Regions from separate parts of the Mus musculus genome. Here regions 1, 2 and 3 are each linked to region 4. Evidence: chromatin contacts called from public promoter capture Hi-C data. All regions are on one chromosome and are shown on one strand. The core of a region is the stretch at or near the end of the contact, and the rest is flanking DNA. Distances in the headings are between cores, read along the strand shown.

Region 1 (2,700 bases), core at 136-2,635, 170 kb before region 4:
TATATATGTTGAAGCTCTTGTCCTTCTTATTAACTGCCCTCATTTGAAAGGTGTCATGAGAAAATACATTTAGAAAATACATAAATGTAGGGGGAAAAGGTCTTGTTCTGTTCACTAACTGTAAATATTATGTATTTCCTTTTTCATTTTAGCATCGCAAAAGCTCAGGGCCAATTTTATGATACAATAATAGAAATTCTATAGGACATTACATTCTCCCTGTCTCTAACCCTAGTTTTTAATCTGTTCTAATTTATGTTGTTCTTGTTGAGTTTGTTTGTCTGTCTGTCTGTTTGTTTGTTTGTCTGTCTGTTTGCTTTTGAGACAGGGTTTCTCCATGTTCTCTGTGTAACCCCCCTGACTATCCTGGAACTCCTTCTATAGACTAGGCTTACATCTAACTCACAGTTCTGCCTGCCTCTGCCTGCTGAATGCTGGAATTAAAGGTGTGTGCCACCACTGCCTGGCTTAACTTACCTTGTCCTTAGTCTTGATCTTCTTCATCATGTATTATTTGTGCTTTTATTGTTTTCTTACATGCTTCCTGTAAGCTGCTCTAAGTTCTTTGTGGAATGGGGTTACAAATCTGTGAATTAATAATGGGGTATGAAGACCAGGCTGAAGAATTAGACTTCAAATTAAAGAGAACAAGAATATGTCGAATAGTTTTCAGGAGTGTAATTACATATCTAGAACTGTGTATTAAGAATTCTCATCTAATAGCAGTATTTATGGCAGCAAAGAAGATTACTAAAATATACCAGGAACAAATAATGAGAAACTGGACCAGAAGGAGGTGACTTTAAAAATAGAAAGATGGCTGGGCAGTGATGATGCATGCCTTTAATCCTAGCACTCCAGCAGATCCTAGCAGAGGCAGGCAGATCTCTGTGAGTTTGAGGCCAGCCTAGTCTATATAGTAAGTTCCAAGACAGCCAGGGCTATGTAGAGCAGCCCCATATCAAAAAACAAACATAAAAACAAAACAAATGAATAAATAAATAAAAGCAGAAAACTGAGACTTATGAAAAGCAATGGGGCCTCTTCAGTCACACCACCCAAAATGTGTCTGTGCTCATCTAAGCTTGTAAGCTAAGCAGGGTTCGGCCGAGTTGGTATTGCACAGGAGAAATTCTGGGAGAAACTGACAGAATTTATCAGCCATACACAGCAAACATGAAAAGATACCTACTGCTGGGGTCCAGGAATCCCCCCACAAACCACTCAGACCCTGGTCTCAGTCAAACAAGAACATTGAACACCCACACCAAGACTGATCTATCAGGGCATAGCATAGACTCAGGAGCTAAGACTGAGACCTTGAATGTTTCTCAGGGCCAGTTTATAAAGGCAAACACTGCAATGAGCTCATACGTAGCTTCAGGGTGGCGCAAGCTATTTTGGCTAGCTAAACAAAATAGTTGTAACTGACCTTGAATTTGATTGGTCCTAAGTGGAGCCTGTGATTGTGAAATTGCCCAAAAAAATAGCAAAGCTGAGAACATAACAGGATATGTGGTCAGTCTGACCTTCCAGAAAGAATTTTCTATGTCAGCATTACAACAACAATATGAAATGGCTGGCAGGCATGAAACGAAAATGACTACAGTTATGCTAGGGAGTCAGGTGTTAATGTCTACAGAGTTTGCAACTACAATACAAGTGTTAAAGAGGGGCTTGGGCTTACTACCTCTTTGGATTCTTGGCCTTCATAAACGAAACTCACTAGGAAGCTTAAGGTCAATTTTACTAATGTTTAAGAGGAAACAGCAGGGCAAGCAAGTTATAGATCTTGGCAGCCATTGGGAAAGGTATATGAAAGGAAGGAAGAGAGAAAGTCTTGCCTTGAGTTGGGTCAGCAGCCTGTCACATGGCAGCAAGTAGGTACAAGACAAAGGAAGTAGCTTCAGAGGGTAGTAAGAAGACCCATGATGCTAGAGAAAACATGTTTAGGCTTTGGTAAAAGAAAAAGAGAAAGTTATACTGTTCTGGTGGCTAGACCTTAAAAGATCAGCACAGTGATGGATCCATGGGTGACCACACTGGGGGAGATAGGCTGAAGAAAAAGCACATTATCTCACTAAGGGGAAAATTATTCCTCCCAGTGCTTCAGCACAGCTTTGAATGAATAAACCTTCCTGAGAGGTGAGGCCTTGAGAAGGTAATTGACAGGTTCTGGTGAATTAGCCCTTTTCCGCCCCTTCATTCTTTTTAATTGGTATTTTATTTATTTACATTTCAAATGTCCTCTCCTTTCCCGGTTTCTCCTCTGCAAACCCCTTATCTCATCCCCACCTCCTGCTTCTATGAGGGAGCTCACCCACCCACTCCCACCGAGGAAACAATAGTATGTCAGGTCTCTACATTCAAGCCAGAGGCTGAGTCCATGCTTTTGACTAGGAGGAAATAGATTTCCCTTAATGAGCACCAACAGATCCCTGATAGTTATAGTCACCAAGACTACTGTAACAATAAACAGGCCCCAATAAAATAGAAGAGAGGCAACTTCCAGGGAGGAGACTTTCAGACGAATTACATCTCATGACACATTTGATTATCTGACTGGAAATATCAAGCAGGCGGTTGAAATCATAGACTAAATTTGGATATAGAAATTTAATCCACATTCTTTTTAAGAGTCAGAAACAGCTTGAAAAGAGCTGACAGTTAAACTGAAAGCATTTGTAAGGCTGTCTAAAA
Region 2 (2,700 bases), core at 29-2,528, 200 kb before region 4:
TCAGAAAAGACATAATTCTAAATAATATGGCTGTTAATCAAAAACTAGTGATCAATTTAAAACTCTGAGGCTGTGACAAGGACAAAAAGATCTGAGCTCAGATTGTGACATTGCCCATCTCTCCCCCCGTCCTTGGAACATCTCATAATCTCTCATAGCTCTGGGCTCCTTACGAGGAACAGTGATTCTGTCTGCTCTTTGTATGACACTGATGCAGTTTGGAAGAAGTGAAGTTAGTCACAACAAAACTAAGATGTCTGTGCACAATTGGAAATGTTTTCTTCCTGGAAAATAATGTTGACTGCATAGCATACACCCAAAATGAGTGGGACCCTCTTCTGATGTGGACCTCACCCCAACAGGGCCTTCCTTTGGAGTTAGCGAGAGATCCCCCAGTCCTTGTTGGAAGCTGTTGAACCCGGCACCGCACTGATGTTGCTTATGACTTTGGCTGGTTTTCCCTGAAGAGCAAATTTTGTTCCTTATCACTTTTGTATAGACACATTCGCATGTGACTTTTGAATATTTAAATGACTTTGCATAATGAAGCTGCACCCGGAGAGTATCTCTTTGCAGATTACATTGGCCAACACAGAAACGTAAAATAATAAGCTACCTGCATCCAAGTAGAAATGCTGTCTATTTTACATGAAAAAAAGTAGCCCTAAGATTTTTTTTTCTCCTTTGCAGCCCTCTCTCAAAAAGGAAGCCGTCACTCTTGTGAACAGCCTCAGTATGTGTGAGTGTCCCCGGATAGAGTTCCTCCAGCAGAAATACAAGGAGGAGAAGAAAGGCCCCTCAGAGAGTGAACTCTACAGACATGGTAACAGACAGTGCTTCTGACGTTGTGAGGCCCTCGGCTCCTCCATCTCTTCTGGATCGTTTTCCTTCTTGGTTTTATCAATCCAAGAGACACTGTCTGAATTGTTGTGTGACATACTCACCAATAGAGTGGCACGCCTCTGTCGGTTCAGCTGCACTGTCAGTTGGACTCTGTATTTCTTGTCTACCAACCCTAGGAAGAAGAGAACCTATGTTGTTCCGATAGTTCACCCAACTTGCACATGCGTTTCAGAGTCTGCTTCTGTCTTTATGTTACATCATAAGAGTAAACTCAGAAGTACACTTGTGTATTTCTTTACACACACTAGCTTCATGAGAAAGAGAAAAGAATTGGCTTGTATGTGAAATAATCAATAGAACAGTCAGGAAGATTGGCTGTATTTGTTCTGAGTCACCACAATCTAAGGTGATGAGGAAACCTGGCAGGAGTGGGAAAGCATGTGGATTAGACATTGGTCTGTAGAAGGCAAACTGTGTGGTAATTTATTCAGTTAGTAAATACCATTCTTGCAACTTAAATACATGGCAGTCCAAGAACCAACCTGTAAAACAGGCTGGGAGAAAAGGCCAGCTCCTGTGCCTTCTCTTGCCTCCCCTCCTACTCTTCATTCTTCGGAATGTACTCATTAACAATGTGCTAATTAAATGCTTATTGTGTCTTAGGCACTGTCTGGTTTTGCATAAACCAGTTTCCCTAACATAGTGCCTACAAATATCAATAATCACAAAATTAAATATAAAGTTATAGTTACTATGATAAGTATAAATATGAATGAAGTATCGATGCATACAATAAAGAGAACAACCAATCAGGCTAGGGATTAAGAGAGCTTATTCTATGATCTCTCAGTCACCAAATTAACTGAACATCAGCTAGGCAGAGCTTTGGTTTGTCCTCAGCCAGGAACACCTGCTGCGGTAGGAGGTGCAGCATGGTGGCAGAGTGCCTGGCAGGCCTGGTGCCTCCGGCTAGCAGCACTCAAGCACTTACTGGTTCTTTGAGAATAGCATGCCAGGATCCAGGCCACAGTTCTGCTGGGATGGTTCATGGCAAGCTGTCAACTGTGCATGGCTTCAGGTAGTGAAATATCAGAAACACGATCTGGTTGCTAAATCAAGGCCTCTTTACTTGAAAATAACTGATACTTTTCAGATCATTCTTTTCCATCCCAGTTATTAGAAAAACCTCATATTTACCATCTACTTAGTCCTTCTAAAATGCATTTCTAAAACAGGCTAGCCTGACTCACATTTTATATCTTGCATAGAGTGAAAATAAAGTATCAGGCCTGGAGAGATGGCTTATGTGTGTAAGAGCACTCACTGGCAGCTCTTGCAGAGGACCAGAGTCAGTTCCAGCACCCACACTGGGTGGTTCATAACTACCTTGTAACTCCAGTTTCAAGGGATCCAATAAACTCTTTTAAACTCCACAGGCAATGCTTTCCTGTGCATAAACCCATGCGTGTGCACACGCACGTGTGTGCGCGCGCACACTCACACACAAATAAAACATTGAAAATTCATTTATTTATATATAATGTATATGTAATGATAAGAATTTTTCCAACTTTATTGACTCATAGGAATCTTTAGTATTCAGGAGATTACAAAGACCTCAAGAATCTGTGAGAGAAGAACTGTCTGTCCTTCTGTTCCATAGATTTATATTTAGTACCTGTTAGATCTCAGGTGAAAGAAACAGAAAATGTCTCAGCCGGTACCTGAGTTCAATTCCTGGAACCTACATAATAAGAGAGTACATGCACACAGAGACACATACAGAGAGACACACAGACACACAGAGTCACACACACTCACTCACAGAGACACAAACACACACACAGAGAGAGAGAG
Region 3 (2,700 bases), core at 18-2,517, 220 kb before region 4:
ATTAATTCACTTCTTCAGTGAATGTGTTTACAGACAGCAAACTCATCGGATGCATCCAACTCTTAAGTTATTAAATAGAAATATTTAGCCGGGCGTGGTGACACATGCTTTTAATCCCAGCACTTGGGAGGCAGAGACAGGCGAATTTCTGAGTTCGAGGCCAGCTTGGTCTACAAAGTGAGTTCCAGGACAGCCAGGGCTACACAGAGAAACTCAAAAAAACAAACAAACAAACAAACAAAAATATAAACAAAAAATAAGAAAGAAAGAAAAACGAAATATTTATAATGTTTAGATTTTCTTGAGAAAGCAATTGAAAGCTAGGCTGAGTGAAGCAGCAGATGCTAGTTTGCAAGAGGACCCGAAGGTCATAAATACTAACACATCCCCACTGAATTATAAAAATGAGTGCAGTGCTGTCAAGAGTTTTGTCAATTTGATACAAAACTAGACACAACGACAGAATCTCAACTGAGGAACTGCCCCTATCAGATTGTCCTGAGAGCATATCTTTTTTTTTTTTTTTTTTTTTTTGATTAATGACTGATAGGAGAGAGCCCAGCCCACTGTGGACAGTGCCTCTCCTGAGCAGGTCGTCCTGGCTTGTATAAGAGAGCCACCTGAACCCCATAGTATTTCTCCACTGCTCCTAGCTGGGCTGACTCCCCTGCTGAAGGACTGTGATCTGATCATATAAAGCCAAATAAACCCTCATCTCAAGTTGCGTCCGGTCATGGTGTTTATTTCTTGCAATAGACAGCAAACAACGACATGCCCGGTCCAAAATAACCTAATGCAAGCCTCCCAAGCAATTATAAATTGTCCTGGTAGCCAGATTTTCAACGTAACAAACAAAACATAACCTTATTTAACTCAGTGCACCCCAAAATAGTTTAACATGTGATCGATACAAAAATCATTAACAAAGTCGTTTCCATTGCATCTCTGCATACCAAGCGTTTAAGTTTTGGTCTATTTTCCTATATACGTCAGTTCAGACTACCGCTTTTAAAGGGCACATACGCGGCTGTGGCTAGTGGCTAACTCTAGTAGACGTTGTGGTTGATTTGGTTTGTTTTATAAGTTCATTGCTTTCTCAGCCAGTCTCCCCCTGTCCTCTTAACTTGTATTCTATCTTGTAAATTATTGCCTCCTGAGAATTTTGGCAAATTAAGACACTCGAAAGCCTGCCTGAGAACTCCTAAAAGACCAGTGGGGGTCGATTGCTTGGAGACGTTCCTGGGCGCGCGGTCTGGCGCTTGCCCTTGGGGGCTCACCGGGCTCTTGGTGGCCTCAGCTGCGCAGCAGCTGGGACCGAGGCCATCAGCGGCGGAAGGGGAACCGTCTTATGACCTCACTGCTCCACGCCATGCTGGGGATCAAGACCAGTTAGTACTGCTGACTTCGAGGCTCCAGGTGTCAAAAACTTTAACTGTGAAAATGCCAGGACCAGGTCCCCACCGCCTAGCCCACAAACTGTCACTGTCCTCGGAAGGAAACAAAGTGAACACCCAAGACTAAGAACTAGGCAGCGACCGGCTGCCACCGCTCCGCGGGAGTCTTAACAAAGGTGGGAGGGGAGGTCTTCCGGAAGGGGGCGGGGGAGGGTCTTCCCTGCTTAAGTTAATTGGTTGTAGTTTGCTACCACGTGATGCAGGCAAGGATGGGCGGCTGATTTCCCCGTCCTCGCCATCCCCTTCCTGACCCAGAGGTCAAGGGAGGCGGAGAGAGGGTTTCCTAGACAACCGCAGTGGGCGGTCAGTACACAGCAGGCCCGGGGCTGGTGTCAGCTGCAGGAAGGGATTTGGGAGGTCGGAGTGCACTCTGACCTGCCTAGGACAGCCCTGGAATCCATCCTCTCTCTGGAATAAGGTACTGAGTATCGGTCTTCTGGTTGCCTCTAGGTGTCCCTCCCCTGTAGGAAGGACTAGGGAGTCACATGGAGGAAATCTCCCAGCAGCACACAGGTCAGGGGACCTATGTGATGGTGCAGTGGGGGTTATAGTAATATTGTGATGGTAGTTATAATAATAAAAAATAATAGTGATACTTCAGAGAAGGATCCTAGGAAAAAGGAAAAAATGATGTGCCCTAGGCTCGGGCAACTACTGGACTGAAAGACTCAAGGGATACTGATCATCTAGAAATAGGAGGGCCTTTATGTGAACCACCAGGGAGAACTGTTGGGTTCTGGCTCCTTTATACTCAAGGGAGAAAACAGTTGGACCACCTAGGGCTTCTGTTGGGCAGAAAGGTGATAGTTTCTTAGATTAAATGCTCACTCAGCTTTGCTGGCAGACAGTTCTTTACGGACCAGTTAGTACTGTGTTACAAATTGCCATGCAGAACAGTGTTTACAGTCATGTTGGGTAGGATGTGTGTGGTATGACAGTTCATTGGAACCATTTGATAAGTTATGTCGTGTCAGCCGTAGTTCCTGTCCTCGGTGAACATGTTAGGAGGAAGGACCTGCAAGTATCACAATACAATGTGACAGACAGTAGCCATGCAGAGGACATGTGCTAACCTTACCCAGTCACATGAAAGAGAATGTTTACAATAAGACCAAAGAGGATGCAAGTCTTCGAAGAAGACTCAAGGCACTCTTTAAGGATATATGGAGTATAGAGTCAAGGACAGAAGATATTTCAAGGAGAGGAAGAAGTATGTGCTGAAGTACAGCCATGCTAGCTATCATAG
Region 4 (2,700 bases), core at 100-2,599:
GTGAGCTTACAGATACATCCATCTGTCTCAATGGTGCTCAGTGGAGAGTTACAGTTAAAAGATGTATGGGGTATTTAGGATTCTTGCCCTCAACACTGACAGTCTCCGAGTCACAGCCATGCCCTCTCCTGTTTTGCAGCGCTGAATCCACAAGCACACTGTGCAGTTGCATTTGTCAGTACTGCAACTGTTTGAGCCAAGGCAATGCAGCTTCAGAGAAAAGACAGCAAGGATGCCTGCCAACATCTGGGAGGGACATAAAATCCAAGATCCAGCTGTCACCTACTCCTGCCCTGCTGACTTTGAATGCAGTACCTTCTGAGCCACCAGCTACTTCAAAGCATTTTTGTTCGGGTGCTTTGTGTATTTTCCACCACGAACAGTGGAATCCCACTTAGTCCTTTAAGGATCAGAAAAGCCTACCTAGGGAGGCTTTGAGTTTCTCTGTCAATGTCTTTAACTGAAAAACAATACGAAGAGTGCCCATGTCATCAGAATTGTTAACGCCAAAGGTCAGAGGCTGTCTGTGGCCTGCTGAACACACTGCCAACGTGACATAACACCCAGCAGCATCTGTGAACTGATATATCGGAGCATGTGAATCATGTATTAAGTGAACATTAAACACCACGCAAGCTGCAGATCGAAGTGGAGCGGGCGAAACGTGCCTTACTGTACACAGAATGATCTCCCTCCTGGCAAAAAGCCAGCTCAGCGCTTTCTATTGCGAAAATTTTAACCAAGTGAGCAGGTGAGTAAGTGATTCAGGCCAAATTTTCTTTGGGTGCTTCCGGGAAAGTAAAAAGTGCAGGATCAAAGAATGTTCCGGCCTCTTAGAAAGCAAGGGACACACTCTGCTCTCCATGGTGCCTTCCCTGAGAGTGTCCGGGGATCCTACGGAAGAAGTCTGTGTCTTGCAGGCATCAGAGAATTGCAGCGCTCTCTTGGGGTTTGACGTTTTCTATCCTAGTCTGGGTAACAAATCAGGGCCATTTTCGAATTAAGACAAGCGACAGAGTGGGTACTGCCTGTTTAGCCCCTGCCTCTTCCTCCCGGACCCTCAGCCCTTGGTCAAGGCTCAGCTTGGCAACAGCTGGGAGGGACCTCGGCCCTGATCTTCCTTAGAGCCCAGGCTGTAGAGGATGCTCACCTGGGCGTCGCCCTTGCCATTCAGCCCACAACAAGGTCAGGTCCGCATCCGCCCGCAAAAAGCGCAAGAGCTGCACAAGGGGCAGGATCAGCGCGCACAGCGCCAGCAGCCACAACAGCAGCTCCCAGCTCATCGCTGTCCCTTGCCTACCCGACTCTGCCGCAAGCGGAAGACAGTCGGCGCCCGCCCTCTACGCGGCGGGTCACAACCCGGGGCTCCGCCTAGCGAGTCCCCGAAGGTGGGGCTCCATCTGTGTCCCGGGCTGCACCACGGCGTCTCTGCGCGTCCCTACTGCGTGCAAGACTGCCGGGGTGTTGCAATAGAAGGCATGGAATCTTGGGAAACTGCTGTTGGGAGAGCAGTCAACAAGATTTGTGAGGGCATGAAGGAGTCTTTAACAGCTGTTTTTAGGACGACTTTTCAGGGCTTTGGTGGTGCCTTGGCGAGAAACAAAACAAAACTTTGATCACTGCCCGCTCCGACCCCGAGGCCCCATCCCCCGCTCCACGCTGGGAATTGTGCCCAGGTCCTTCTTCGCGCTGGGCAAGCTCCCAAAAGCTGAGCCAAACCCTCACTCACTCTTCCTAATCTGTTTTCCTTTCACTTTAAGCTTGTGGACTGAGATAAGCATACCGAAGTAACTCAGCACTTGAACTGGGTTGCCCTCGTGGACTGGCCGCTTATATTTAGAAAAACATTACAAATGATACTCATATTTGGCCAAAAGTTGGCTATCATGGCCCAGAGTAATCAGAACATAAAACTAACTGGGCTAGAAGGCAACTGTTGCTAAGTTCCAGGAGCTAAAAACACTCAGGTTGGTGTCCTCCTGCCACCGTTTGTAAATGATGCCATTATCATTTGACAGCATTTGAATATGGAAAGGCCTCTGTGCACACTAATTGCTCTGTTCTTTCTTCTGTGTTTGTTAGTATTGTTTTTATAAATTGTCACTTTTTTTTTTCCGAGACAGGGTTTCTCTGTTTCTACTTTGTAGACCAGGCTGGCCTCAAACTCAGAAATCCGCCTGCCTCTGCCTCCCAAGTGCTGGGATTAAAGGTGTGCGCCACCACGCCCAGCTGAATTGTCACTTTTTTCATTGCAGTGAGAAAAGGTTTACAAAGGTCTATATTTTGCATCTTTAGAGTGATCTATGCAGGAAATATTTGAACTAGTGTTAATCAGAAATTGCTGTGGTATAGTTCAAGGTGCATGTCAGTTAGCTAAACTTTTGGACTGCCATTTGGAATAATATTGGTCAAGAATTGCTCTAATTGACGTATCACCTGGGCCATGTGAATTTTATTTTTATTTTGTAGCACATTACTTTTGTAATAAGATGTCTTAAAATACCACACAGAGTCTCATGATGAATCTTATCCCAAATGTTTCCCCTTCTGTAAAAGGACAGGACTGCAGTGGATCTAGTGTTCCGATGGGTCACAACCCCAAGCTGTGGGGATGAGGGATCTGAGACTGGGACATTGGGCTTGGGAGACTGGCAGGAAGCTATGATCTCTTCCTGTCCACCCCTAGGGATTAGACCCGGG

What was found. Promoter capture Hi-C pulls out the DNA fragments that hold promoters and counts their contacts. Capture Hi-C pulls out chosen DNA fragments and counts their contacts.
Region 1: a contact with region 4 is called in a promoter capture Hi-C map of liver. The contact joins the enhancer-like site here to the promoter of Dhrs7 in region 4. A contact is called at or near these places in 7 of 39 promoter capture datasets (3T3-L1-derived adipocytes, the HPC-7 cell line, HPC-7-derived erythroid cells and 3 more), 1 of 15 datasets of contacts at CTCF or cohesin (the NIH/3T3 cell line), 1 of 484 Hi-C or Micro-C datasets (embryonic retina), 12 of 115 datasets of contacts at active chromatin or transcription factors (T-cell acute lymphoblastic leukemia, bone marrow-derived macrophages, embryonic midbrain and 4 more) and 3 of 9 other capture datasets (adipose tissue, liver and pancreatic islet).
Region 2: a promoter capture Hi-C map of liver shows a contact between it and region 4, with 7 times the contacts expected there. The contact joins the enhancer-like site here to the promoter of Dhrs7 in region 4. A contact is called at or near these places in 26 of 39 promoter capture datasets (the 3T3-L1 cell line, 3T3-L1-derived adipocytes, the C10 cell line and 15 more), 12 of 15 datasets of contacts at CTCF or cohesin (CD8 T cells, the G1E-ER4 cell line, the NIH/3T3 cell line and 6 more), 202 of 484 Hi-C or Micro-C datasets (the 3T3-L1 cell line, 3T3-L1-derived adipocytes, the AML12 cell line and 98 more), 48 of 115 datasets of contacts at active chromatin or transcription factors (the 230-238 cell line, the NIH/3T3 cell line, SST interneurons and 27 more) and 5 of 9 other capture datasets (adipose tissue, embryonic stem cells, embryonic tail and 2 more).
Region 3: a promoter capture Hi-C map of adipose tissue shows a contact between it and region 4. The contact joins the promoter of Lrrc9 here to the promoter of Dhrs7 in region 4. A contact is called at or near these places in 25 of 39 promoter capture datasets (the 3T3-L1 cell line, 3T3-L1-derived adipocytes, the C10 cell line and 13 more), 32 of 484 Hi-C or Micro-C datasets (B cells, the G1E-ER4 cell line, LSK cells and 25 more), 20 of 115 datasets of contacts at active chromatin or transcription factors (bone marrow-derived macrophages, embryonic forebrain, embryonic midbrain and 9 more) and 4 of 9 other capture datasets (adipose tissue, liver, macrophages and 1 more).

The regions. Positions count from the first base shown.
Region 1 is chr12:72,488,771-72,491,470 of GRCm38.p6, forward strand. The region is part of intron 23 of Lrrc9 (leucine rich repeat containing 9); the gene reads left to right. Among named protein-coding and RNA genes, the nearest start is that of Pcnx4, 46 kb to the right of the region's middle. Within about 2 kb of position 1,386, at least 51 of the 459 cell types and tissues checked have an H3K27ac peak or open chromatin away from gene starts, as enhancers often do. A contact at or near this core is called in adipose tissue, bone marrow-derived macrophages and liver, where this site is marked.
Region 2 is chr12:72,466,168-72,468,867 of GRCm38.p6, forward strand. It overlaps Lrrc9 (leucine rich repeat containing 9), which reads left to right. Exons shown (of 32, transcript NM_001142728.1): 13 at 691-823. Among named protein-coding and RNA genes, the nearest start is that of Lrrc9, 26 kb to the left of the region's middle. Within about 2 kb of position 1,279, at least 7 of the 459 cell types and tissues checked have an H3K27ac peak or open chromatin away from gene starts, as enhancers often do. A contact at or near this core is called in hepatocytes and liver, where this site is marked.
Region 3 is chr12:72,440,599-72,443,298 of GRCm38.p6, forward strand. It overlaps Lrrc9 (leucine rich repeat containing 9), which reads left to right and starts at 1,268. Exons shown (of 32, transcript NM_001142728.1): 1 at 1,268-1,570.
Region 4 is chr12:72,663,479-72,666,178 of GRCm38.p6, forward strand. It overlaps Dhrs7 (dehydrogenase/reductase (SDR family) member 7), which reads right to left and starts at 1,350. Exons shown (of 7, transcript NM_025522.5): 1 at 1,151-1,350. The coding sequence starts at 1,283.